Linked DNA regions of Mus musculus: regions 1, 2 and 4 are each linked to region 3. The links are chromatin contacts, called in public HiChIP or PLAC-seq maps. All regions are on one chromosome and are shown on one strand. The core of a region is the stretch at or near the end of the contact, and the rest is flanking DNA. Distances in the headings are between cores, read along the strand shown. Region 1 has its middle 34 kb from the start of Dock9. Region 2 has its middle 7.8 kb from the start of Timm8a2. Region 3 overlaps Ubac2 (ubiquitin associated domain containing 2). Region 4 has its middle 33 kb from the start of A330035P11Rik.

The links. HiChIP or PLAC-seq counts read pairs in DNA pulled down with a chosen protein or histone mark.
Region 1: a contact with region 3 is called in a BATF HiChIP or PLAC-seq map of CD8 T cells, with 6 read pairs. The contact joins two enhancer-like sites. A contact is called at or near these places in 2 of 115 datasets of contacts at active chromatin or transcription factors (CD8 T cells and embryonic stem cells) and 1 of 9 other capture datasets (adipose tissue).
Region 2: a BATF HiChIP or PLAC-seq map of CD8 T cells shows a contact between it and region 3, with 10 read pairs. The contact joins two enhancer-like sites. A contact is called at or near these places in 2 of 39 promoter capture datasets (the C10 cell line and epiblast stem cells), 1 of 15 datasets of contacts at CTCF or cohesin (CD8 T cells), 2 of 484 Hi-C or Micro-C datasets (CD4 T cells and embryonic stem cells), 3 of 115 datasets of contacts at active chromatin or transcription factors (CD8 T cells, intestinal villus epithelium and stem cell-derived neural progenitor cells) and 3 of 9 other capture datasets (adipose tissue, liver and pancreatic islet).
Region 4: a BATF HiChIP or PLAC-seq map of CD8 T cells shows a contact between it and region 3, with 9 read pairs. The contact joins two enhancer-like sites. A contact is called at or near these places in 1 of 15 datasets of contacts at CTCF or cohesin (CD8 T cells), 2 of 484 Hi-C or Micro-C datasets (CD4 T cells and bone marrow-derived macrophages), 12 of 115 datasets of contacts at active chromatin or transcription factors (CD4 single positive thymocytes, CD8 T cells, the HPC-7 cell line and 9 more) and 1 of 9 other capture datasets (embryonic stem cells).

The regions. Positions count from the first base shown.
Region 1 is chr14:121,731,060-121,733,759 of GRCm38.p6, forward strand. It overlaps a transcript of Dock9 not described here. Among named protein-coding and RNA genes, the nearest start is that of Dock9, 34 kb to the left of the region's middle. Within about 2 kb of position 1,317, at least 116 of the 459 cell types and tissues checked have an H3K27ac peak or open chromatin away from gene starts, as enhancers often do. A contact at or near this core is called in CD8 T cells, where this site is marked.
Region 2 is chr14:122,041,086-122,043,785 of GRCm38.p6, forward strand. No RefSeq gene overlaps it. Among named protein-coding and RNA genes, the nearest start is that of Timm8a2, 7.8 kb to the left of the region's middle. Within about 2 kb of position 1,381, at least 30 of the 459 cell types and tissues checked have an H3K27ac peak or open chromatin away from gene starts, as enhancers often do. A contact at or near this core is called in CD8 T cells, where this site is marked.
Region 3 is chr14:121,897,473-121,900,187 of GRCm38.p6, forward strand. All of the region lies in intron 1 of Ubac2 (ubiquitin associated domain containing 2), which reads left to right. Among named protein-coding and RNA genes, the nearest start is that of Gm46485, 15 kb to the right of the region's middle. Within about 2 kb of position 1,254, at least 47 of the 459 cell types and tissues checked have an H3K27ac peak or open chromatin away from gene starts, as enhancers often do. A contact at or near this core is called in CD8 T cells and T-cell acute lymphoblastic leukemia, where this site is marked.
Region 4 is chr14:122,072,347-122,075,046 of GRCm38.p6, forward strand. No RefSeq gene overlaps it. Among named protein-coding and RNA genes, the nearest start is that of A330035P11Rik, 33 kb to the right of the region's middle. Within about 2 kb of position 1,330, at least 66 of the 459 cell types and tissues checked have an H3K27ac peak or open chromatin away from gene starts, as enhancers often do. A contact at or near this core is called in CD8 T cells and T-cell acute lymphoblastic leukemia, where this site is marked.

The sequences.
Region 1 (2,700 bases), core at 67-2,566, 170 kb before region 3:
CATGCAGATATCCTTGGTCTGGATGGCTGCCTGAGGCACTGTGCTGATATGGCCCCACCCCTTGCCTGGGTAACACAGTAGAGCTGACCCTGACTGCAGGGGAGTGGGTGGGCTGACCAGAGGGTGTGAGAGTGGGAAGCTGACCCCGCCTCTCATCTGCTGTAGGGTGGTAGGGGCAGGGAAGAGAAGCTCTCCCCCCACCTCACCCCTCAATGCCTGCAGCAGGCGGGTGAACATCCTCCAAGGTCAAGAGCCAGAGAGGTGGCCCTGCTCCTTTCTAGCTGCAGAACTCTGGAGAGGGAGCCCTACACCTTGCCTGGGCAACACGATAGAGCTGGCTCTGGTGGCAAAGGCACAGAACAGGTATATGAATCTGGTGGGGCAGAGAAAGACACAATTGAGACCCTACTAACATCAATGCTTTTTTTAATGAGCATATCTGTGATCTATATATATGGATGATACCCTGAAATATTTTGTCTTGAGATATTTATACCAATCGTTTTCTCTGTACAGTGGACATAAGGCTCTCAATTTCCACAATCAGTGTTTTCTGCCTGTTATAGTTTAATGAGTGCTAAAATAAATAAATCTCACTGTTAAGTAAAATGGTGCATACTGATGAAGCCTTGGAGCAGGTCTTCCTCTGCAGTAGACAGGCCCCGCCCTCTCCCCACTCTGCAGCAGGCAGGTTCTGCCCTTCTTCCTCTGCAGCAGACAGGTCCCATCCCCACCTCTTCTCCAACAGACAAGTCCCACCCCTCCCTTCTTCCTCTGCAGTTTGTTAGGACCCGCCCCTCCTCCACTGCAGACAGTTCCTGCCTCATCTTTTTCTGAAATAAATAAGCCCCTCCCCGTCTTCCTCTACAGTTGATAGATCCCGCCCCCTCCTCCTCTGCAGACAGGTCATATCCCTCCTCCTCTGTAGTTGATAGGTCCAGCCCCTCCTCCTCTGTAGTAAACAGGTCCCGCCCCCTCCTCCTCTGTAGTAAGCAGGTCCCGCCCTTTCCTCCTCTGCAGCAGACAGGTCCTGCCCCCTCTTTCTCTGCTGAATGAAGGCTGCATGGCCAAGCAGTTGCAACTACACAGCAGAGTACCCACAGCTAAGATGCAGGGGGAAACTCAGACTGAGAGCCAACTGCGCCTCGAAAACATCAGCCCAACTCACTGCAGTGATCTAAACAGAGAGTTGAATCCACTGAGCATCATGAGGAAAGGCACTGAAGGAACACGGAAAACAAACTATCCACAGCCAAGGTCCTGCAGCGAGCGCTGGAACCTTGCAGGCAGTGCTGAGGCGTTGGTGGGTGCCCCAACACCGGAAAGCCACGAGGCTCCTCCCACCAGATGCAGCAAGGCAGGCAGAGGGTATTACTGAAGAACAATTACAACAAAGCCCAGCTTTTACTCTTCCCAAATGCCTCAAGCTCTTTAACACACCACCATTTTGCATTTACACCTTCTGCCTGCCCCCTAGTTCAATGCACCCCATCCCAAAGATATATACAGACACAAAAGAGAAGGGTGTCATCTATTCTGTGCTCTTCGAACAGTATCCAATGTCAAATGGCTGTTAATTAGCATACAAGTCAAAAGACCTTCACAGTCAATGGTTTTTGTAAGAACTAGAAAGGACCAAGTCTGAAGGAAGTTAAGTACTCAGAAAAATCTTGATGCTATGAAAGGCTAAATTCTATACTAGTTTAACCATGAAAAAAACTTCAATTTTAAGGTAGTAGGGACAAAAACTAAAATATTAAATTTACAATGAGCAAAATAAAGAGTTGCATTATCCCAGTATGATAATGGGATATAAATAACATGATAATAAATGATATACATAATGAAAGAAACTCAAGGGTCTGGAGAGACGGCTCAGTCAACAAAGGCCCTTCAAGTAGGACCTGAGTTCAATCCCTAAGAACCACATAAAAATGGCAGGTGCACTTGTAATTAGCACTGAGGGGTTAGAGACAGGCTCGCTGGCCAGTCTGGCCTTAGCAGTGAGCTCTGGGCCAAGGAGAGAACCTGTCTCAAATGAAGTGTACAGTGTTCCTGAGAATGGCACCAAAGATTTCCTCTAGCCTCCATGTGTGCAGCAGAAGTACATGTACACACAGGTACACACACGCACGTGTTCACGCGAGCGTGCACACACACACACACACACACACACCAAGAAAAATTGAAGACTAGTCGTTTTTTTTTTCTTCCTTTGTGCCCTTACTCCCGGTATGCAGCAGCAATCCGGTTCTAACTGACCAGCCTCTCTTTCCCTCAGCTATGATCAGCAGAAACACAATATATCACACACAGCAACACAAGAGGTGTTTACTTCTCCCACAACTACAGAAAGGAAGTCAAACTTGACAGTGCTGGCCTTGAGCAGAATGGGACTTTCTCAGAGGAAGAAAGTGGAACTGGCAATGTCTGCTTCAGCTTACGAGCTTTCCCTGCAGTGGAAGGTTTAGATGGACTGGCCTCCTGCCAGACAACCTATGTGCCACCCTCACATCAGCTACAGCAGCCTGGATGTGAGCATCTCCAGGGCTGCCGCTTGTCCAGCAAGAACAAGCAATCAGGACAAACTCCCAATGCACTGAGCTAATACGTCCAATTACTCTGTAAAGCAAAAATCCCGAGGAAAAATCTATACTCAAGAATGAGATCCCAACTCAATCTTCCACATCAATTGTGCTA
Region 2 (2,700 bases), core at 131-2,630, 140 kb after region 3:
AACAGACAGACAGAGAGAGAGTCAGAAAGAGAGAGAGAATGAGAATGGGAATTGTACTTCCACAACCTCTGCAAACAGTGGCACCAGGGGTGACAAGTATACAAGTATCTGAGCTTATGGGGGAACATTTCTCATTCAGACAACCACAGCATCTTCGCAGTGTGTTAAAGCTTTCCTTGTTAGTTTTTTTTTTTTCTTTTTAGCTATGAGTACGTATGCATCTCTGTGTCTAAGTATGTGCAGGTGAGTGCAGGTATCTGGGGAAGCCAGAAGGGGTCCCCAGATTCTGCAGGGGCTGGAGTTGCAGCAGCCACTCCATGTGGATGCTTAAGAACTGAAACTTAGGCCCTCTGCAAGAGCACTGTGTGCTTTTACCCACAGAGCCATCTCTCCAGCACTTCCTGTTTTAACTTACTGCAGGTTTCCATCATTTTAGAAAGAGACCATCAGGGCTGGGAGATGGCTCAGTTGGTAAGGTGCTTGCCTTGCAAGTAGGACATCCTGAGTTCAATTCTTGGAACTCCGTTTTAAGAAAAAGTACATGCAGTGTTTACCCGACACACAAAGAGAGGGGGATTTTAGAGTCTGTGGGGGACCATCCTCGAACTCTAGATCTGAATGCCTCTGTGGTTTTGTTATCAATAAAGTAGAAAACAACTGGGACCTTGGGTGACTCAGCTAAAATTAGGGAAACCTCCTGATCTCCAGGATGAAGTGGAGACCAGAGGAGAGGCTAAGAGGCTTTAAAGGAGTACAGGTAAGAGTGTGAAGGGCAGATGACTGGGAGAACTGGCTGCCCGGGTCTTTGTTTATTGTGTAAAATTTGGGGGTGGGGGAGGTTTAGGTGGAATTGGGGTGGCATAGGGTTCTGGGCATAAAAACTGGGTTTCCCATGTGAAAAGCCAGGCTATTCCTTCCCAGGCCCTCACACTTATGTGCTTAGTGGAGACTCTGCTGGGAAGACAGAACCCCACACTGTGTGAAATGAAAGGCAAGCACTCATGGAGAAGCCCCGCCAGTCCCGCCCTCGTGGGTCTGGTGCCTTGCTGGATGATGTGTAATGGGCTGAGGTAGCAGGGCAGATGTGTGGCCCAGGTCTTAGGTATGTGTTTTAGGTGGGGAATAGCATACTGGGCTCTACTGTTGTTGGTTTATTTCTCTTCTTTTCTGGGCTGAGGAGAAATGACTCAGCCGTATTCTATTGTCACTGGTTTATAGTCTAGTTTCAGAACTTGACGGTATCTTGGTTTTTCCCACTATTTAATGAAGGACCAACTCTGCTTTATCTGTTAGCATCTTGTGATCTTTGCGTAAAGGACAGAGTTTGAAAATATTCCCACCCTCTACACACGCGGCCAACTCCCCACCCCCCTGCCTACCCTGACATTTCCTCTCCTAAGGAGTAGGGCTTATGGTAAAGGCAGGCACTTTAACCGCTGGTTGGTAAACTCAGCCCTGGGGACTTATTTTCTTGTAAGGAGGGAGGGAGAGTTCCCCCTTTGTCCTGTAGCTACTTTATAGGATGTCATCCCTGCCTAGAGTTTTCTGCCCCCTTGCTGTCTCGGAGAGCAGCAGAAGGCAGATGAAGCAGCGACACCCTGGTCTGACCAGAGCTGAGAGTCAAGTTTGTTGCCCACAGATACAGAGTGCCATGTCGTTGTCCTGGAAGGAGGACTTGCAGCAACAGTAGGGAAAGAAAAATTAATGGGGTTTCGGTGTGTTGTGCAGGAGAGATCTGGGAAGTCCTGGCGTTCCCTAAGAGGAGCCCAGAGTCTGTCAGTTGAGAAACTGCTCTGGAAGCCTTGGTTGAGAGTGGGGAAGGAAGTGGGCTCTCTAGAAAGATGGTAAACTTCTGTTTGTTTACTCAGAGCCACGCAAATCATTCCTGCCAGAAGAGCACCTCTTTTTTTTTTTTAATATTTTTTATTATGTATTTTCCTCAATTACATTTCCAATGTTATCCCAAAAGTCCCCCATACCCTCCCCCCCACTCCCCTACCCACCCACTCCCACTTTTTGGCCCTGGCGTTCCCCTGTACTGGGGCATATAAAGTTTGAGTGTCCAATGGGCCTCTCTTTCCAGTGATGGCCGACTAGGCCATCTTTTGATACATATGCAGCTAGAGTCAAGAGCTCCGGGGTACTGGTTAGTTCATAATGTTGTTCCACCTATAGGGTTGCAGATCCCTTTAGCTCCTTGGTTACTTTCTCTAGCTCCTCCATTGGGGGCCCTGTGATCCATCCAACTGTGAGCATCCACTTCTGTGTTTGCTAGGCCCCGGCCTAGTCTCACAAGAGACAGCTATATCAGGGTCCTTTCAGCAAATGCTTGCTAGTGTATGCAATGGTGTCATCGTTTGGAGGCTAATTATGGGATGGATCCCTGGATATGGCAGTCTCTACATGGTCCATCCTAGAAGAGCACCTCTTAAAAGGGTTTGCAAGGCAGGCAAGCACAGATTTGCCTAGTGGGGCACAGGCAGGACAGCCAGGATACCTGCTGTCAGGAATTACCCAGGCAGAGGCTAGGCAGAGGCTGTGGGTCCTGGCTTAATAGGTTTATCCACCTAAAGTTTTGGGGTCCCTTTGAGGAGAAGTTGCTAGTCTGTGATTGGCTCACAGCTTTTACACCTCACCTTTAGCACTGACTGCAAAATAGGTTTATGCTGGACACGTTACGCTAATAAGCAGTTCCTTGGA
Region 3 (2,715 bases), core at 4-2,503:
TGTGAGAGAGAGAGGAATGTGAGAAAGTGTGTGTGAGTGTGTGTGTGTGTGTGAGAGAGAGAGAGGGAGAGAGAGAGAGAGAGAGAGAAAGAGGAGAGAGAATGTGAGAGAGAAAGTGTGTGTATGTGAGAGAGAGGAGAGAATGTGAGAAAGTGTGTGTGAGTGCATGTGTGTGTATGTGAGAGAGAGGAGAGAATGTGAGAAAGTGTGTGTGAGTGCATGTGTGTGTGTGTGTGAGAGAGAGGAGAGAATGTGAGAAAGTGTGTGTGAGTGTGTGTGTGTGTGTGTGTGTGTGAGAGAGAGAGAGAGAGAGGGAGAGAGAGAGAATATGAATGAGAATGCGTTTGAGCTTTCTACCATAGTGACAGGTGCCTGGGAAGAACAATTTCAGAGAGGAAAGATTTGCTTCAGATCATGGCTTTAGAAATGCTCTCCTGTAGGGCTGTGTGAGGCAGGGTACCGTGGTGGTGAGGGTGTATGATGGAGAGGGTTGCTTCATGGGTGGGTGGAAGAATGGAGAGAGAGGCTGTGTTGGTTGCCACAGAGGGTGGAGGGGAAGGGGAAGAAGAAGGGAAGGGGAAGAGGGAGAGAAGAGATGGAGGAGGACACTTGGAGAAGCACAGTTCTACAGCAGGCCATTTGCCTCTGAGTTAACCCAGTGATGTTTAGTCCCAGTGCCATCCAGGCACTGACCACACCATGCTGCTCTCAGACCAGGCTTTCAGTAGCCTTTGGGGGTGGTTTCACATTAACACACAGTTACACGTCTTAGTTTTGATCATTTCAGCATGTAGTAAGTGTGCACCACACTGTTCTGCTGTCTCCATTCGAAGTTGCATGTGCTTGTTATGGACAAGGCACCGCTGTGATTCGTTAGTGCTTATTTATTTATTTAATGTTTTATTTGACACTACTAGTGTTCTGCCTGCTTGTATGCTATGTGTGAGGGCATCAGATCCCCTGGAACTGGAGTTATAGATAGCTGCGAACTGCCATGTGGGTGCTGGGAATTGAACCCCGGGCCTTTGGAGGAGCAGCCAGTGCTCTTAACCACCGAGGCATCTCTCTAGCCCCTGTTAGTGCTTCTCGTGACCGTCTATGTGTCTTTCTCGTAACCGACAGCAGGACTGTGGTGCTGCATGGCAGTGAAATGTAGGATGTGGTCGTGGTAGGATCAGATTGCCGGGGTTTGACTTGTAATTCCGCTGGTTGGTTGCTTGCTAGGCTGCTGTGAGATTCTTCTTGTGCATCTTCTCTGTATGCTCAACCTCAGAGCTCACTCAGTCTTCCTGGAGTGCCACGTGGTGTAAGCTTCTGATTATGCTTGCTTCTTCATTTCTCCAGTAAGGCTCTTTCCACCCCACCGACACCTCAGTCGTCTAGACTGTTGGTACAAATGTAACTCTACCAGGTGCATTTGCCAGGCTTCTCACAAAGTCCTTGCTGATCTGTCACATTTGCTGGGAGCCAACCGGATAAAAAAAGTTGCTAGTTCTTTGAGAGTTTTGTACAATACATTTTGGTCAAAATCACCTCTCAACTTTTCCCAGACCTTTTCTTTGCCCACCTAGCTCTGTGACCTTTTACAAACACCAAAACCCTCAAGATAATTTGTGCTGCCAAAATATTCTTGGATATATGGTTTTCTCCTAGAGTGTGATCAGTGTACTTGGGGCTGTATTCCCAGAGAAAATGCTCTTCTCTCCACAGCTCACAGTTGTCAGCAGCTTTGCTGTTAGGGGTGGGACTGTGTGCTCTATACTCCTGAGAGCAGGTCCTTGGGGCTTGCTGAGTTCATGCAGACAGCGGGGATGGGGGGAGTGGGGGGGTTGGGTGTGTGTGTGTGCTTTCCCAGTCACCGTCACCACCTCTGCTTTCACACTCTTTCCGCCCCCCTCTTCCTCAGTGATCTCTGAGCCTTGGTGGGTGGAGGGTATACATTTTTGGGCTGAATAGTCTATAATCTTTTACTCTCTGAAGCTTGGCTAGTTGTAGGTCTGTGTTAATTACTTTCTATTGCTAATAGAAGCTTCTCTGAGCGATCCATTGGACTGAACAGGGTGTGCCAAAAGTGGTTCAGGAACTTGATGATGCTATCTTGTGTGCCCCCCTGCCCCACCCTCCAGGCCCTTCACTTTGGTGCTGTGCACATCCCAAAGCTAACTGCCTGCCAGCTTTGTCACATCTTCCCTGTCCTGAGTGCCCAAGCTCAGGCCCTTGTTGTTATGCAAAGTCACTTACTTCTTCTGTGTAGTGCTCACCTTGAGGGTTATTTTGAGAGTTAGACTGTGATTCGTTTATTTACCATCAACGGTACTGAATACCAGGTGTTGTTTGAACTGTGGGGATAGAATAAGGAACAGACAGAGAAACCTTCTGCCATCATAGAGTCTGTCCGATGATGGAGACGGGTTAAACGAGCACTGTGAAACTAGCACAGCAGAGTGAAGCCCTGAGGGAGGTGTGTGCAGTGGGCCCTGGTCGTGAGCAGACCGTTCTGGAGAGGTGGGGAGAGGTGCCCAAGGCCCTGGTACAGGAAGGAGTGAGTGCCAGGAGCAAGGCAATAAGAGTAAACAGGGCTAGCGTGTGTGTTAGTGCTAGAGGCAATGTAGAGCCGAAGGGGGGGGGGGAGGGCTTGTGTTTTCCTTAACATACCGTATTTTATTTAAATTTTATTTTTGAAATTGTAATTATACAAATTCCCCCCTTCTTTCC
Region 4 (2,700 bases), core at 80-2,579, 170 kb after region 3:
TCCCCCCATAAGTTTTCTTGCTCATGTGTCTCTCCACAGCAGTAGGACAGTGATTAAGACAGCCCCATTCCAGTCGAAGCCCCTCCTTCTACTCTAGATCCATTTCCCTTTAAACACTCCCAACTTAGTCCCGCCTAGGGCAGGACTGCTGGTTATGTCTGGATCCACTGCCACCTTACTATAAGGAGTAGAGCCCAACCAAACATTCTCTCAGGGTGAGACTCTACGGACGTGAGTGTAAAGAACTTAGATTACTTTAGGAGACCCTCAAGGAAACAGCACCTATGTCATATCTTCACAGTATAATCTTGCTTCCTCACCTTATACTCGTTTTCTCAAACATCCAGCAAACAGATGCCAGCTTAGAGGACTACATATTCCTTGATGCCCCTGAATATCTAGCTTGCTTATACTAAGTGTGCCTCCCCACCCCCACTGGGGAGTTATACTCCCACTCTGTGTAGGCTGGTCTGTTATCCCTGGGTATGTGTGTTTGTAACAGAGAGGGAGAACCCATACAAGGGTTAAATGAGCTCCGATTCTTGTCCTGGTCCTAGTGTAGTTAGTACACCTCAGCCATTATTGTTGGGAACTCAAGCTCCCAGGTAGATTTAGACCCAGGTTATTTGGAGAAGTGTATTTCCAGACTAGAGAGTCAAGTCCACTCCCTTTTAGAGGTAGGCCTCCTAGAGGGGGCTGAACCTTTTTGTGAAACAGGGAGGTCTTATGAAACTTGTTGCTTCTATGCTAATCGGTCTAGAAACACCAGGGAAAGCCTAGCAATGGTCAGAAATAACATAAAGGAGACGGAAAAGGAAAGACATTGAGTCCAATAACTGCCATCAATCCCTATCTTCCTGATCACCTTGGCTGACCACCCTGGTCTCTTCCATCACCTGCCCCTTAATCCCCCTCTAGGCCCTAGCTGTTGGCCCTTGTATCCTTAACAACCTGGCTACCTATTCTAGAAAAGGAATCAGTTCAGTAAAACTTGTAGTCCTCAGGGGACACTATAACCGTCCTTTCCCAGGACGAGTCTACCATTTGACCCATGCATGTGGAGCTGGCAGAGAATGTGACGAGAACTTCAAGTTGACTGTGGTGAGTCCATCCTGATACCTCAAATGCATTTTGTCTCATTAGGAGGAAGTTAAAAAAAAAATTCAAGGCTATGATGTGGGTTCTTTTCAGGGGTCAGCCTGGCCTCAGTATCAGCTAGTTGTGTATTTTGGCTTTTGCAACTATCTGCTTAGCTTGCAGCTGTGGGCAGGGAACCTTGGGGACTTCCCACCCAGGATGTGGGCCCTGAGAAAGGCTTGAGACTGCACTTGGGTCTCGAATACCCAGGTGTAGTCACCAACGGACTAGAATAGACTTTCGGTTGGCTCATAACTGTGTACATGAGACCTTCTCTGGTGGGAACCCAGCAACATTAAATCAAGCGATCCTCTCATTTCCACTACCCTGATGCTGGAGTTACGGGCACATTCAACTGTGCTGAACTTTGTCTGCAGGGTACAGAGTGTTTGAATCCAGGTCTTTATGCTTGCGCAGCAAGCATCCCTATCCACTGAGCCATACCTTCAGCCCTAAAAGTTTTGTTTTTAAATGGAGATGTTTGCTTTTCATTTTTTTTGAGATGGTTTCATGTAACCCAGGGTGGCCTCAAATTTGCTGCATAGCTGAGGGTGACCTGGAACTCCCGATTCTCCTGTTCTCTAAGTTACTGGGATTATAGATCTCTATACTGCTGAGAGTGGAGAGACTGCTTGTAGTCCCAGGAATCCATGCTAGCAGCCATCAGTGTCTGCCCTAATGCCTGTAAATCAGCCCGATGCAGCGTTGAAATGAATCCAGCTTTGTTTCTGAAAACATACCAGACACCAATAGCTTTGAGCTAGATAGGACCTCTCCTCTACCTAGTGTGGGTTTTATTTTCTTCAAATAGAGAGCCCTCGGTGTTCTCTAAAGGTCAAGAGAGGATCCGATGTACTTATTACCCAGTACCAAGAGTACAGCGTTCTTATTAGCACTCTGGGGGCATAACTCCAGTGACTGAGTCATCCAAACAAGAATGGATCGTGGGGTGGGGGGTGGGGACATCCCAGTCCCAGGGCACTTTGTAAAACGAGTGTGACTTTTCAAATGAATAATACAGCAGTGCTAAGAGAGGGGGCGTGCAGCCAGGATATGGGCAGAGGAGAAACTGGCAGGGGTAGATTTCTGGGCGTGAGCCTTTTGATGTCCACATGCGCATGCGTGGGAGCAAGCCTGGCTCCAAAGAGATGAAGAAAACTAGGAGTGGACGTCACTTACCCCAGCTCTCATTCCATCCCGATGCAAAGGCAAATGCAAACACCAGAGTGTTCTTGATGTGCCCAACGTGACTGATCTGACTCAAGCAGATGGAGACATTGGGACACACGACGGTGACTGTCCTGGCGGACGCCTTTTTCTCCTCATCTAGAAGTTTCTTTTGCCTTGACCATCTGAGGGTAGCCAAGCGTTCCGTCATAATTTTCTCTTAATAATTTTGCAAGCAGTTGACATTGGACTTACTCGGACAAGTCAGCCAGCTAATTCTATTATATTTGGAGAGAGTTTCATAAATCCCCATTTTATGGATTTCTAGTGCCAGAGTGAAGCATCAAAACATGGCAGCCCCTAACGTGCCGCTCTCAGATGGTTTTACCCAGGAAA